Regions from separate parts of the Rattus norvegicus genome. Here all the other regions are linked to region 1. A link is a contact called in public Hi-C data. All regions are on one chromosome and are shown on one strand. The core of a region is the stretch at or near the end of the contact, and the rest is flanking DNA. Distances in the headings are between cores, read along the strand shown.

Region 1 (3,856 bases), core at 627-3,126:
CCAGCTCAAGATTGTATGACCAATAAATGCTAGTAAGATCATGCAAATCTCAGTGGTCTGACGCAAGAGCCCAAGCTTGCTGCTGTGACATATTTTTCTCACCGGATAACAATAACAAGAACTACCGAAATTGAGGTTGGTTACAAAACCATTATTTTGAGTTTCTCAATGTAACAGTAAACTTTGTAACTGACTCTTTAGTCCTCATATAACTGAGGCAGGTGGAGTAGCATGCCCAAGAGCCAGCCAGGGTCTACTAAAGAGAACAGATGAAGATCGGGCTAATGAGAAGAGCTGGGGCCAGGGACTTGTTTCCTCCCCACTCAGATCTTTGGCTTTACTTTTCAGTTTTGTTGACTCAGGAAGCACTGGTATTTTCTGTGTTCTGTAAGATCCAGCCCATAGACCAGAAGCAGGCATTTGTTGAATGCCATCCCACGTTCAAAATGCCATGTCTGTAAATGCCAAGTTCTCGTAATGCTCCCTGCCTGTCTCACTCTTGGCCCAGGAGTGGCTGGAAATCAGTCTGTACAGGCTCTCCTCAAGCTGTGATTTCTTGCCCCAGCTTGCCCGATGGTGGGAAGCCAGGTGCACACCACTCTGCCTGACTACTGTTTGTACTCCTGACAGAGCTGCCTCCAGGACTGTTGGACTGAGTCTGGCACTCACTCGTGGCTTTTCAACCTGCCACTCAATTACACTTCAAGTCATTGTCAGCTTAGATACTGGCTAGGTGCTGTAGCTAGTTTCTGGTTCTTTACTTAGGCAGTTATTCTCATCTAGGCCTCCAGTAATCCCATCATATTCATTCATTCATTCATTCATTCATTCATTCATTCATACACTCTCTCATTAAAAAGAATATGTACCAGTGTTTTGTCTGTAGTACAGAAGGGTGCCAGAAGAGGGAGTAAGAACCCCTGTAACTAGAGAATGCTGGGAAGGCAATCCCAGAGCTCTGTGAGAACAGCAAGTGTACTTAAGTGCTGAGAATCCATCACTCCAGCGCTCCCATCACATCTCTTAATTCACATTCAAAACAACTTCCTCCACGGATACAATATTTCCTACTCATCTTTATTCTAAACCTTTGAACCAGTTTGTATTAGATCCCCTCTAAAGTCCCAGTAAAGAGGTAAGGGCACGTTGGCTCACACATGTAACCCAGCAATCACTCGAAGGGGAATCGGCAGTTCCAGGCTAAATTGGGTTACATGAAATCCTTAGGTCAAAACAACAACAGACCCAAAACAACAACATGCAACAACAACAACAAAAAAAAAAACTATAAAAATATTCCAAGTGGCTAAATTGAATTACAGGCCACCACCACCTGGGAGCCATAGTTTGTGTTTCATCAGGACCACCCACCGTCTACACTGGGAGGGGTTAGGAACTACCCTTCCCGTTCGCCACACCCCCCAAAGCCTTCCAGTAGAGCTTTAGGTAGATTCCGGCTGGCTGACACTAATTACATGTTTCTCATCACCATAGTGACGGGTGGCCACGAAAGGTGAGTTGGCCCTTTGGAACTACATCTCCCATCATGCATCAGGCCCAGAGTGCCAGGCTCACGCTAAGGCTCGAGATCTTGGCCGATGCCGGGGCTCCAGAAAAGATCCAGGATGAACAGCAGGCAAGAGGATGGTCTTGCTCCTCTTGCCCACCGGGTTGGGTCGTACGTAACCTAATAGACCTCTCAGGCCTAGCTTGCCATCGGCACCGCCACACCGGTCTAATATGGCCGCTGGTGCTGGGACCGGACTCGCGCGTAAAAAGCCAGGACTAAGGTCCGGAGCGGGAGACCGCTCCCGGCATTCCTCGCGGGTGTAGCGTGGGCACCCTTCCCCCACTTCCGGGTCCCGGGAGAAGGAGACCCTGGGGTCTTGAAGAGTGTCCGGAGGTTCCGCTGTATGGTGCTTAGGCGAAGAATGGCAGGCCCTCCTGGGCAGTGAATTCTGGCCTTGGGTAGCAAGGTGTAAAGAGAAGATAGGTCATCAGCATCACGGCCTGTTTTCTAGGGAGCCTTTCGGGTTATCAGTAGTAGGATTTAACTGGAGACTTGTCACCATTGTTGCAGCCCGGTGAGACCTTGAAGTAGAGCCTTGTGTCACTGGAGCAGGGCTCTGAGACAGTGTATATGCATCTTAAATTCATCCAGGACTAGTGGGTCTTTGATGACTAGTCCTCACCTTGAGCACGCAGTGAATTCTTCACAAAAGTGTGTTGCAGGTTAACATGGCCCAGGGCTTGATTGAGGTGGAGCGAAAGTTTACTCCAGGGCCTGACACAGAGGAAAGGCTGCAGAAGTTGGGGGCCACCCTGGAGCACCGGGTCACCTTCCGAGACACGTACTATGATACCTCTGAGTTAAGCCTTATGCTGTCTGACCACTGGCTGCGACAACGAGAAGGTAGTGGATGGGAGTTCAAATGTCCTGGAGTAACAGGTGTCTCAGGACCTCACAATGAGTATGTGGAAGTCACATCGGAATCTGCAATTGTGACCCAGCTCTTTGAACTGCTGGGGTCTGGGGAGCAGGAGACTGCAGGTGTGGCTGCTGTCCTGGGCCGACTGAAGCTGCAGGAAGTAGCTAGTTTTATAACTACACGAAGTTCCTGGAAGCTGGCCTTATCTGGAGCCCATGAAGAGGAGTCACTGCTCACAGTGGACTTGGATTCAACGGATTTCGGTTATGCCGTGGGTGAGGTAGAGGCCGTGGTGCATGAGAAGGCTGAAGTCCCGGCTGCCCTAGAGAAGATCATCAGCGTCAGTAGCATGCTTGGTGAGGGAGATAGGCCTCTGTATGCTCAGCAGAATGCTGGGTGAGGGAGACTGGCCCTTTGGGCTGTTTTTGTTTCTCACTTAACCTCACTGGAGAGTGAAAATCATTGTTGTAAGGGAAGTTTTTTTGTAGCGATTTTCTTGAAAAATCCAATTTGCGTACGCTTCTATAAAAATCATTCCCTATTCTTTAGTAGCTAATTTGGATTTCATTCTTCCCGGTTCCCAATCTTCATCCTAGTTGTCACTTAATTCTCCTAGTTCTATTTATCAGGTTTCTGCTTTGATCCTTCACAAACTTCCGTTTTCTCTTTCAACTTCCTACATGGTTATTTTACTACTCCTTTGGCTCTTTCTGTAGTCTTCTGTGTAGCCCAGGATAGGCCTTAAGCTTGTGATCCGCCCCAGGGCTGGTGTTACAGGTGTAGGTAGCCACACCCCCTCGACCATGCTTTCCGATTGGTGTAAAGATAAGAGCACCACATTGGTATGGGGGGCGGGGCAGTGGTGTACTCTGGCAGGTGGTTCTGTCTCCATATCTAGCTCTGAAATAACTCATCTGCCCACTTTGTGTGCCCCACAGGGCCTGACAGCCCTGGAGGGCTGAGCCTCCTTGGAAACCACCCGTGGTTTCCTGCTGTGGGTCAGCAGGCTGCTGTCCATTAGCGACACTGGCATCAGGCAGTTAGAGACGAGGTTCTGTGAGCTCCCCTCGCGGTTCCACAGTTCCAGTTCCGGAGCTCCGTTTCTCACAGCGCTTGGTTATCTTCCGTACTCCGCTGCGTGTGCTCCATTACCAAGCTAATGAGCTTCAGCCTGCCTAGATGGGCTTGAATCTTGATTGGGAGAAAGCGGTAACAAATGAAGTGAGTTTGGCTCCCCTGCCTCCGTGGCACAGGATGCTGCTTCACCATCTCTCATTGCTGGAGGAGAGGCACAACCCAAGTGGGTCTTTGCCGTGAGGGTCTCACCTTTGCAGTCCAGTGAGTGAGTGGGTGGGTTGGACAAGCTGCTTGATGACGTCTGGATTCTTAGTGCTTTGCAAATTTTGCCCTGGCCGGGTGGGCAGGGA
Region 2 (3,856 bases), core at 875-3,374, 200 kb before region 1:
CAGAAGAGGGCATCAGATCTCATTACAGATGGTTATGAGCCACTATGTAGTTGTTGGGATTTGAACTCAGAACCTTTGAAAGGGCAGTCAGTGCTCTTAACCACTGAACCATCTCTCCAGCCCAAACAAGCCTTTAATCCCAGCACTTGGGAGACAGAGGCAGGCAGATCTTTGAGTTTGAGGCCAGGCTGGTCTACAGAGGGAGTTCAAGGAAAGCCAGGACTACAAACAACAAAATTAAAACAAAAAGATTTAGGGGAATGTGGTTTTATATAGGGTATTCATTTAGTAGATGGACGTGCCAGCACACACCTTTAATCCCAGAGTTTAGGAGGTAGAGGTAGGCGGGTCTCTGTGAGATTAAAGTCAGCCTCGACTATATAAATTGAGCTTCAGGCCAGCCAGAGTCAGTTAGTGAGGTCCTGCCTCAACAACACTGTTGTTGCACGAAGGCATTTGGTTCTTACATTTCCCTTCATTACCTTGCTTAAGTTGGGTGCCAGCAAACCCTTCAAAATTTGAATTGGTTAGAATCAGTGTGAGAGACCTTTCTTTGGAACTCATTTAGTGCCTGACTTCGGTGATCAACTTCAATTGGGATGAATCCCCAGCAACAGTTTGACGCTGCTTCCAGCTCCCAAACTCCTGAGGTAAGGAATTCGGCAGTGGGGTCATAAGCCATGCTTCTTTCTGACTGTGTTTTGCTTAAACGTATTCCTTTTTGTCCCATTCCCCTTTTGCAACCAAGTTAACCTTTTTGGTTGTGCTTGTATGAATCTACTCCCCAGACTTGTAGTTTGGTCTGTCTACAAAAAGTCCTCTTGCAGATTTAGCACTACTATTCTTTATTTCTATAAATGTGTGAAATTTCTACTGGGGTGTGGCTATCGTACTCTCTTCTCCAGAGCCAGCTCTCATGGTTACTTGAAGGTGCAGAGCTGTCTTGAGCACCTACATGGAGAATTTCCTCTGGGGTCTTCAAAGGGGTTTGGAAGCTAGGAAACTGGACCTAAAAGTTGTAGCCCTCCAATAATCACACATGTGTACTCTGCTAAGTGTACCACCATGTATGGATCCAAATATAAACAGGACTTGAGCCCTGGTCTGCAGGCACTCCACCTAGTTAGGAAGCAGCACAGAATCGCTAAGTGTGCAGCGGAAATAGGCCCACTTGTCTCAAGATAGAATGGGAAAGCTGGTGGAAGGCATTCTCACTGAGGTCTGGTTTAGGAGAAACTCCACAGATAGAGGCTAAATCTTTGAACCTCAGGTAAAACCGGGGAATGAGAGAAGTATGGAGACACTTGCAAACTAGCCCCAAGGCTACAGTAAGAAATTTTGACACTTCAGCTGGCCAGGAAAAAGAGGGTGCTGTACAAGTTAGGCAAGAAAACAGGCTAAGTCTAAGCAGGGGTTAGAGTCTAAAACAATCACCTCTGCAGAACAATGGGACAACTCCAAGTCTGAGTGAAGATTAGTGAGGTTTGTTGATTTTTTTTTTTAAATACTATTCTTTAGGCTACTTCTCTATGTAGTGCTGGTTGTCCTTGAACTCACTCTGTAGAGTAGTCTGGTTTTGAACTCACAGAAATCCGATTGCCTCCGCTTTCGGGGCGCTGGTATTAAAGGCATACGCCACCACACTCAGTCCAGGAATTTCCTATCGTTAAGCCAGGCAACCCTTTCGGGAGCAAGGTTCACCTGTCGCACAGCGGGTGTCAGCCCGTCGAATCCCATAAGCCAATCGGCATCCAAGAATGGGCCACTTCGGTGAGACGTTTGGAAGATTGGTCCTTTCCACTTCACCAGTCAGGGGCCAATTGCCAAGCATCCTCCATGTTGTGGACCCGCCCATGGGCGGAGGATGAGCGGGAAGTCGTCACAGTGCAGGCTTATTGTTACCTAAGGACTCGACAGGAGGTGGGGTGTGTTGATTGACAGGCATATTTCACCTACCGGGTTCAGAGATTTTGGCACGGTGGCCCGCCTTAGAGGTGGGGTCGTGTGTGATTGCCAAGTAGAATTCCCCAATAGTATTCGAGCTCGAGGTAACGGGCAGGCTGACTGACTAATGAATCCTCGACGTGGCCAGCTCAGTTCTCCAATCGCCGAGCGGCGGGCCCCAGTCTGAGCGGCGATGGCGGCGGCGGCGGCGGCGGCAGCAGCAGCGGGGGCTGCGGGCGGTCGGGGCTCCGGGCCGGGGCGGCGGCGCCATCTTGTGCCCGGGGCCGGTGGGGAGGCCGGGGAGGGGGACCCGGGGGGCGCAGGGGACTACGGGAACGGCCTGGAGTCTGAGGAGCTGGAGCCTGGGGAGCTGCTGCCAGAGCCCGAGCCCGAAGAGGAGCCGCCCCGGCCCCGCGCCCCTCCGGGAGCTCCGGGTCCTGGGCCCGGCTCGGGAGCCCCCGGCAGCCAGGAGGAGGAGGAAGAGCCGGGACTGGTTGAGACCGACCCCGGGGACGGCGCCATTGAGGACCCGGTGAGGGGAGGAGGCCGAGCGTGCGGGCCGGGTCATGGGAGGCCCAGAGCACGGGCAGGAGGCAGGCAGGCGGGGGGTGGGGTTGGGCGGGGAATAACGTGGCTGGTGGCGGGCCGAGGCCGTTCGTGAGCGGTCTGATGGGGCATCATGGGCGCCTAGGATGGCTCTAGAGAAGGTAAATTAATTGGCTCTTTTTATTTTTCGGCGTGTTTTTTAAAAAATTGATTTTCTATTTCAATCACGACCCTCGCACGAGGCGAGGGAAATGGCCGAGCATGGCTGTGGCCAGGCCCAGACAAAATGAACGGCACAGCCCCTGCGTCTGTGGTTAACTGCATGCCCTGCTCATTCATTGTAGGAGCTAGAAGCGATCAAAGCTCGAGTCAGGGAGATGGAGGAAGAGGCTGAGAAGCTAAAGGAGCTACAAAACGAGGTAGAGAAACAGATGAATATGAGTCCACCCCCAGGCAATGGTGAGTAAATGGCCTCTTGCACATACAGTCGGGGTCTTTGGTTGATAGGGTGGTGGGGGAAGACTGCAGCGGGGCATTAGAGGCTCGGGATCTTGAAGCCGCTCATCTGAGCAGATTTTCTGGGCAGGTGCTGTGGTCATAGTCCATTATGTGTTCTACTGACCTTTGTTAGACGCAGGCTGTTTTGGTGGTGATAGTGTTGTGCCTTCCTTTGTCTCATTTATAAGTGTGTTTCTCTTTGTTCTTAGTTTGTCTGTACTCTTGTGGCGATTAGCAGCTAGCATTTGACCTTCAAATCTTAACACTTTTCAGTGAGAGACCCTTTATTAGGATTTATAAGGTGACTGATGGCTGTGAGGAGTTCTTTTAAAATGTCAGGTTTCGGTACATTGAGTTTTGTTCACGCTGAGAGGCATTTCAGCCAAAGCTGGATAGAGAGTCGACTTGAGAAACATAAAATCTTAATACCCTTTTCTTTGGTTTTTAAGAGGTAGTTTGTCTAATGTATAGTGAGACCTACTATGTGCCGGGCACTGTTATAGGCAGTAGTTGGTATAGCAGAACAGGCCCACATCTTAACCTGATGGTGGAGTGTCTATGTATTGACCCAAGCAGGAAATGTGCTTGCTTAAAGTAATTTTTTTTCCCCTCTAAAAGCTGGCCCAGTGATCATGTCTCTTGAGGAGAAGATGGAGGCTGATGCCCGTTCCATCTACGTTGGCAATGTATGTATTAAGGAAAGTTCTGATTTGGGTTTGGGGGTGTTGTTTTTTATTGCTTTGTTAGTACTTTCCCCATACTTGTAATGTGTCCTTTTCCTCAGGTGGACTATGGTGCGACAGCAGAAGAGCTGGAGGCCCATTTTCACGGCTGCGGTTCAGTCAACCGGGTGACTATACTCTGTGAC
Region 3 (3,856 bases), core at 886-3,385, 180 kb before region 1:
ATGAACACAGACAAAGTCATGGTGCTTGGTTAAGGCTATTTTTCATGGTGATGAGCTGATTTGATTAATGTGGTTAAGGCTTCTGACTGTGACTAAATTATCCGTCACTGAGAATGAGGCCACTATTCCATAGGAAAGAGGCTTCTGAGGCTTGGGGGTAGGCTATCTCTCTGCGGGTTTAGGGCCACTGGCCCACGGGTGTATGTGGTTATTAAGTAGTGAAGATGGCTACTGGTTTTCAGGAACCTGACCACTATTTAAGTATTAACTTACGAATCACTCAGGCAGGACTGTAGACCACATGTGGTGGTCCTGGTTTTCAGCAGCAGAGGCGATAAGGATGGATCTATCCAGAGGGTTAGTAGTTAGCAGGATGAACCCCTGCTCTTTAGATGAGATCCCACTGATATGTGGAAGTGGGAGTTTGGGTCCAAGAGGATCTGAAAGCTCTGGCCAGTCATGAAGATAGAACTGTTGGTTTGTGAGGCTCTCCCCGAGTCGGAGCTCCATGGTGCATTGGCAGGAAGTGTTACTTCAGAGTGTATCTAGCTACACTCTGAAGAGTTACTACAGAGTGTTCAAGTGTAGGGGATGGGGCCCTGGTCAGAGATGGGGTCGTCCGTTCCTGAACTTGACTTATCGGCCAATGGGAATAGAGCTGGTTATATTCTGGAATTAACATTTAAGTTTTAGTAATGTGGCCACCGAGACGAGTCAGCTATTAGCCAGTGAAGATTGAATCTAGGATAGTAAGGGCACCGAGAGGGAGATGGGACATGAAATGTTTTGGCCGAAGAATCGCTTGTTAACTTTTGAGATGAAGCCACTGTCTGATGGCTACAGATCTTCTGAGAGGGACTGGAGTAATAGGTCACGAGTGTGAGGTCATTTCCTTGTGTGGAAGTGGGTATAGAAGGTGTATTTCTTGATGGGGGACGAAACAGTAGTTACACAGGAGTCCAGAGGAGACTGCCGAGTGTAGACAAGGGAACCATCCGTGTCCTCTTGCAAACCCAGCTGCTTGGGCTAGCTCTGTCAGCAATCCCTCTTTTCTATCAGCCCTACCTCCCCCCCCACAACATCCTCACCTGTCCGCGGGGTAACCGAGGAACAGGTAGCCGGAGGCAAAGCCCAAGATGAAGAGGATCTGCTCCAGGATCACCTGCCAGCCCAGGTCACACACCAGATCCCACTGGGGACGTGAGAGTGGTGCAGTCGCATGAGGCCGGGTCCTCGTTGCCCTGGCCCGCTCCCACTCCAGGTCCCGCCCGGCCGCCTCACCTGGCCGATGGCATTGGTGGTGAGCACGGGCAGTCCGTTGTAGTCCCAGTCCTTCAGGCAGTGGTTGAAATCCGGTGGGGCGAAGCCACTGCACGAGGGGTCCGTACTGGTGACGACTCTGCTGGCGGCGCTGGCTGCTAGGGCTGCGCCGGCGACGCTGACGCCGCTGGAGTTGGGGGGCTGCTCCCAGCCCGAAGCGTTGGGGGGCAAGGCGCCGTAGTGGCAGTGCAGCGGGGGCGCCAGCGTGAAGATGGGGTCTGAGGCCATGCCCAGCGCCACGAAGAGCACGGGCAGGCAGCACAGGCCGAGCTGCAGCTGCTGGCCGCCACCCAGGGCCCCCACCTGGGCGAGTAGAGCCTCGAAGCTGAGGGGGCCCGGGGGCGCGGCCAGCGACAGGCTGCTGCCCAGCGCGTCGCCCTCCCCCTCCCGCCGGCGCTCCCGCTCACCCTGCAGCTGCTCGGGGGGGACCGCATCTCCGAGGCTCCCGACCTGCTGCGGCGAGGGGTGGGGGAGAGAAGGTGAGGCGGGGGAGGCCGCGGGCACGCGGGGGCCGCGGGTGGGAGGCGGGGCGCGCGGCACGGGCGGGGAGAGGTCGCCGGAAGCCCCGGGGCACAGACACTTACTCCATTGGCGCCGGGGGCGATCTCCACGGTGCTGTCGATTTTGTTGCCGCCCCCGCCATTGGGCTCGGGGGTCCCGGTGGCTACTCGGGGAGCCAGCTTGCCGACCGCTGGGGCCCTGACGGCCGCGCCGAGAGAATGAGCTGTTGTCTGGCCCAGCTATGTGCAAAGGGCTGGGACGCCGAGGGCCGGGAGACCCCGCTCTGCAGCTCTGCAGCCGCGGGCGCCTCCTCCGTCTCTACGGTCGCTGCGCTGCTTTCCCCTCCCCTTCCTCCAGACTCTCCTCCCCTTCCCACGTCAGCAGAACCTGGGTCCAGACTGTTCGTCAGAGATAAAGGGGGGGGGCCAAGGCCCCCGTGGAAGGAGGGGCTGGGGTCTCCGTCGTTTGTTTTTTGGGGCTGCAGGCCATTGCGGTTTAGAAAAAAGGTGAAGGATATTGCGGGGACAAACGCCTTAGATTCCTCCTTTATTCCAGTTCTTCCCCGTCACTCATTCATCCATCTGCTCTCCACCCTTCCACATTAATTTTATCGATAAAATGTATTAAGTGCCTACTGTATCCTAGGCAGTGCGTGAGGCCCGAAGGATTATAGGGTGGACAAAATGCCCTTAGAGGTGGTTTCTAGAGGAGGCGACCGTGTAATTCAGTAATTGCGGTATGGTTTATGCAGATGGAGGGATCTGTTGGCACCTTGCTTCTGCTCTTCAGCTTCCGTTCTCTTCAGGGGAACAAGTCTACGTTTCCCCACACCTAACTTGGTTGGATCACCATTTTCCACACGTTTGGCACTGCTGACCACCTCTTCTAAACTTCCTCCCTTGACTGCCAAGTCTCACCTTGTGGCTTTTTTCTTCTCTTCATTTCTCCATGGTCGTCACATGCTCCTCCTCCTCCTCCTCTTCAGCGTTTATACCTTCCCATCTCATACCGTTACCTCCCTGCTATCTGGATTAGACACCATCGGCCCAGACAAGACCTGATTCCTATTCCCACCTCTTCTCAGAGTCCCGAGTCAGTGAAGCAACCTCTTGGTAGCCCCACATATGCGTGAATGTCTCTTAGAGGCCCCAAGAGCACAATCATGCAACACCCTCCCCGTAATCTGGGTGTCTTCTAATGCTTCCCTCTCTGAGAGAATGGCACCCTCACCATCCACCTACGGCCCGTTGTTTGGTGTGTGCCCTTGGAATGCCTTCATCTCATGCCAAGGCCCTTATAAAACTCTTCCACAGTTCTCCACTTAGCATGTGCTGTGGGACCCTTAGTTCCCGACTGATGTTCTGGGTCCACTCTTGCTTCTCTCCATGTTATTTATGGTGCAGATGGAATGATCTTTTTAAAAATGCAGGTGCTTAATTTTTTAAAAATGTATTGCCGTGTAAGTGCATGATGTGTATGTGTACATGCCAGGCTGCGTTGGTTGACGGTCAGAGGATAACCTGAGCATTCTTGTCCTTCCATCTTTTCATCAGTTCTGGAGAAAAGAGTCATTTCCAGACAGGTCTGCACGCTGACCCACCATGCTAGGGTCACAAACGGAGGCCTGATTTCATCTCTTTCTTACTCAGCTGCCTTCAGTGACGTCTCTTACCAGGAAAACTACTCTAGACAATTCACACGTGGGCCTACATGCCTGGTCACATGATGCCGTAGCTACATTCCACCTCTCTGCCCACTCTTCATTCCGACCACCTGGCTGGCTCTCTTCATTTTTCCAGCATCCGAGGGCCTTTGCACAAGCTGGTTCCAAGGCCTAAAGGCTTCTCCTTTAAGGTTCCCACATCCTGTGGCTTTCAGTTCAAGCATCTTTGCCTCAGAGAAGCAACCCTGACCCGACGTGCTATCCAAAGTGTGGCTGATGGACCCACGGCATCCACACCACTTGAGAGGTTGCTAAAAATGCACAAATCTTGGCCTCATCCAGACCCAGGAACCATAATTTTCAACCAGATAC

The links. A called contact is a pair of places that touch in the nucleus more often than the background predicts.
Region 2: a contact with region 1 is called in a Hi-C map of kidney, with 3 times the contacts expected there. The contact joins the promoter of Pabpn1 here to the promoter of Thtpa in region 1. A contact is called at or near these places in 8 of 12 Hi-C or Micro-C datasets (the A7r5 cell line, the Rat2 cell line, Schwann cells and 5 more).
Region 3: a Hi-C map of frontal cortex shows a contact between it and region 1, with 2.5 times the contacts expected there. The contact joins the promoter of Slc22a17 here to the promoter of Thtpa in region 1. A contact is called at or near these places in 8 of 12 Hi-C or Micro-C datasets (the A7r5 cell line, the Rat2 cell line, Schwann cells and 5 more).

The regions. Positions count from the first base shown.
Region 1 is chr15:32,536,022-32,539,877 of GRCr8, forward strand. Thtpa (thiamine triphosphatase) reads left to right here and starts at 1,877. Exons shown (of 2, transcript NM_001007682.1): 1 at 1,877-2,785. The coding sequence starts at 2,239. It also overlaps a transcript of Zfhx2 not described here.
Region 2 is chr15:32,335,965-32,339,820 of GRCr8, forward strand. Pabpn1 (poly(A) binding protein, nuclear 1) reads left to right here and starts at 2,125. Exons shown (of 7, transcript NM_001135008.1): 1 at 2,125-2,476; 2 at 2,835-2,949; 3 at 3,607-3,674; 4 at 3,773-3,856. The coding sequence starts at 2,138. It also overlaps a transcript of Bcl2l2 not described here.
Region 3 is chr15:32,356,645-32,360,500 of GRCr8, forward strand. Slc22a17 (solute carrier family 22, member 17) reads right to left here and starts at 2,136. Exons shown (of 10, transcript NM_177421.3): 1 at 1,905-2,136; 2 at 1,282-1,773; 3 at 1,089-1,192. The coding sequence starts at 1,548.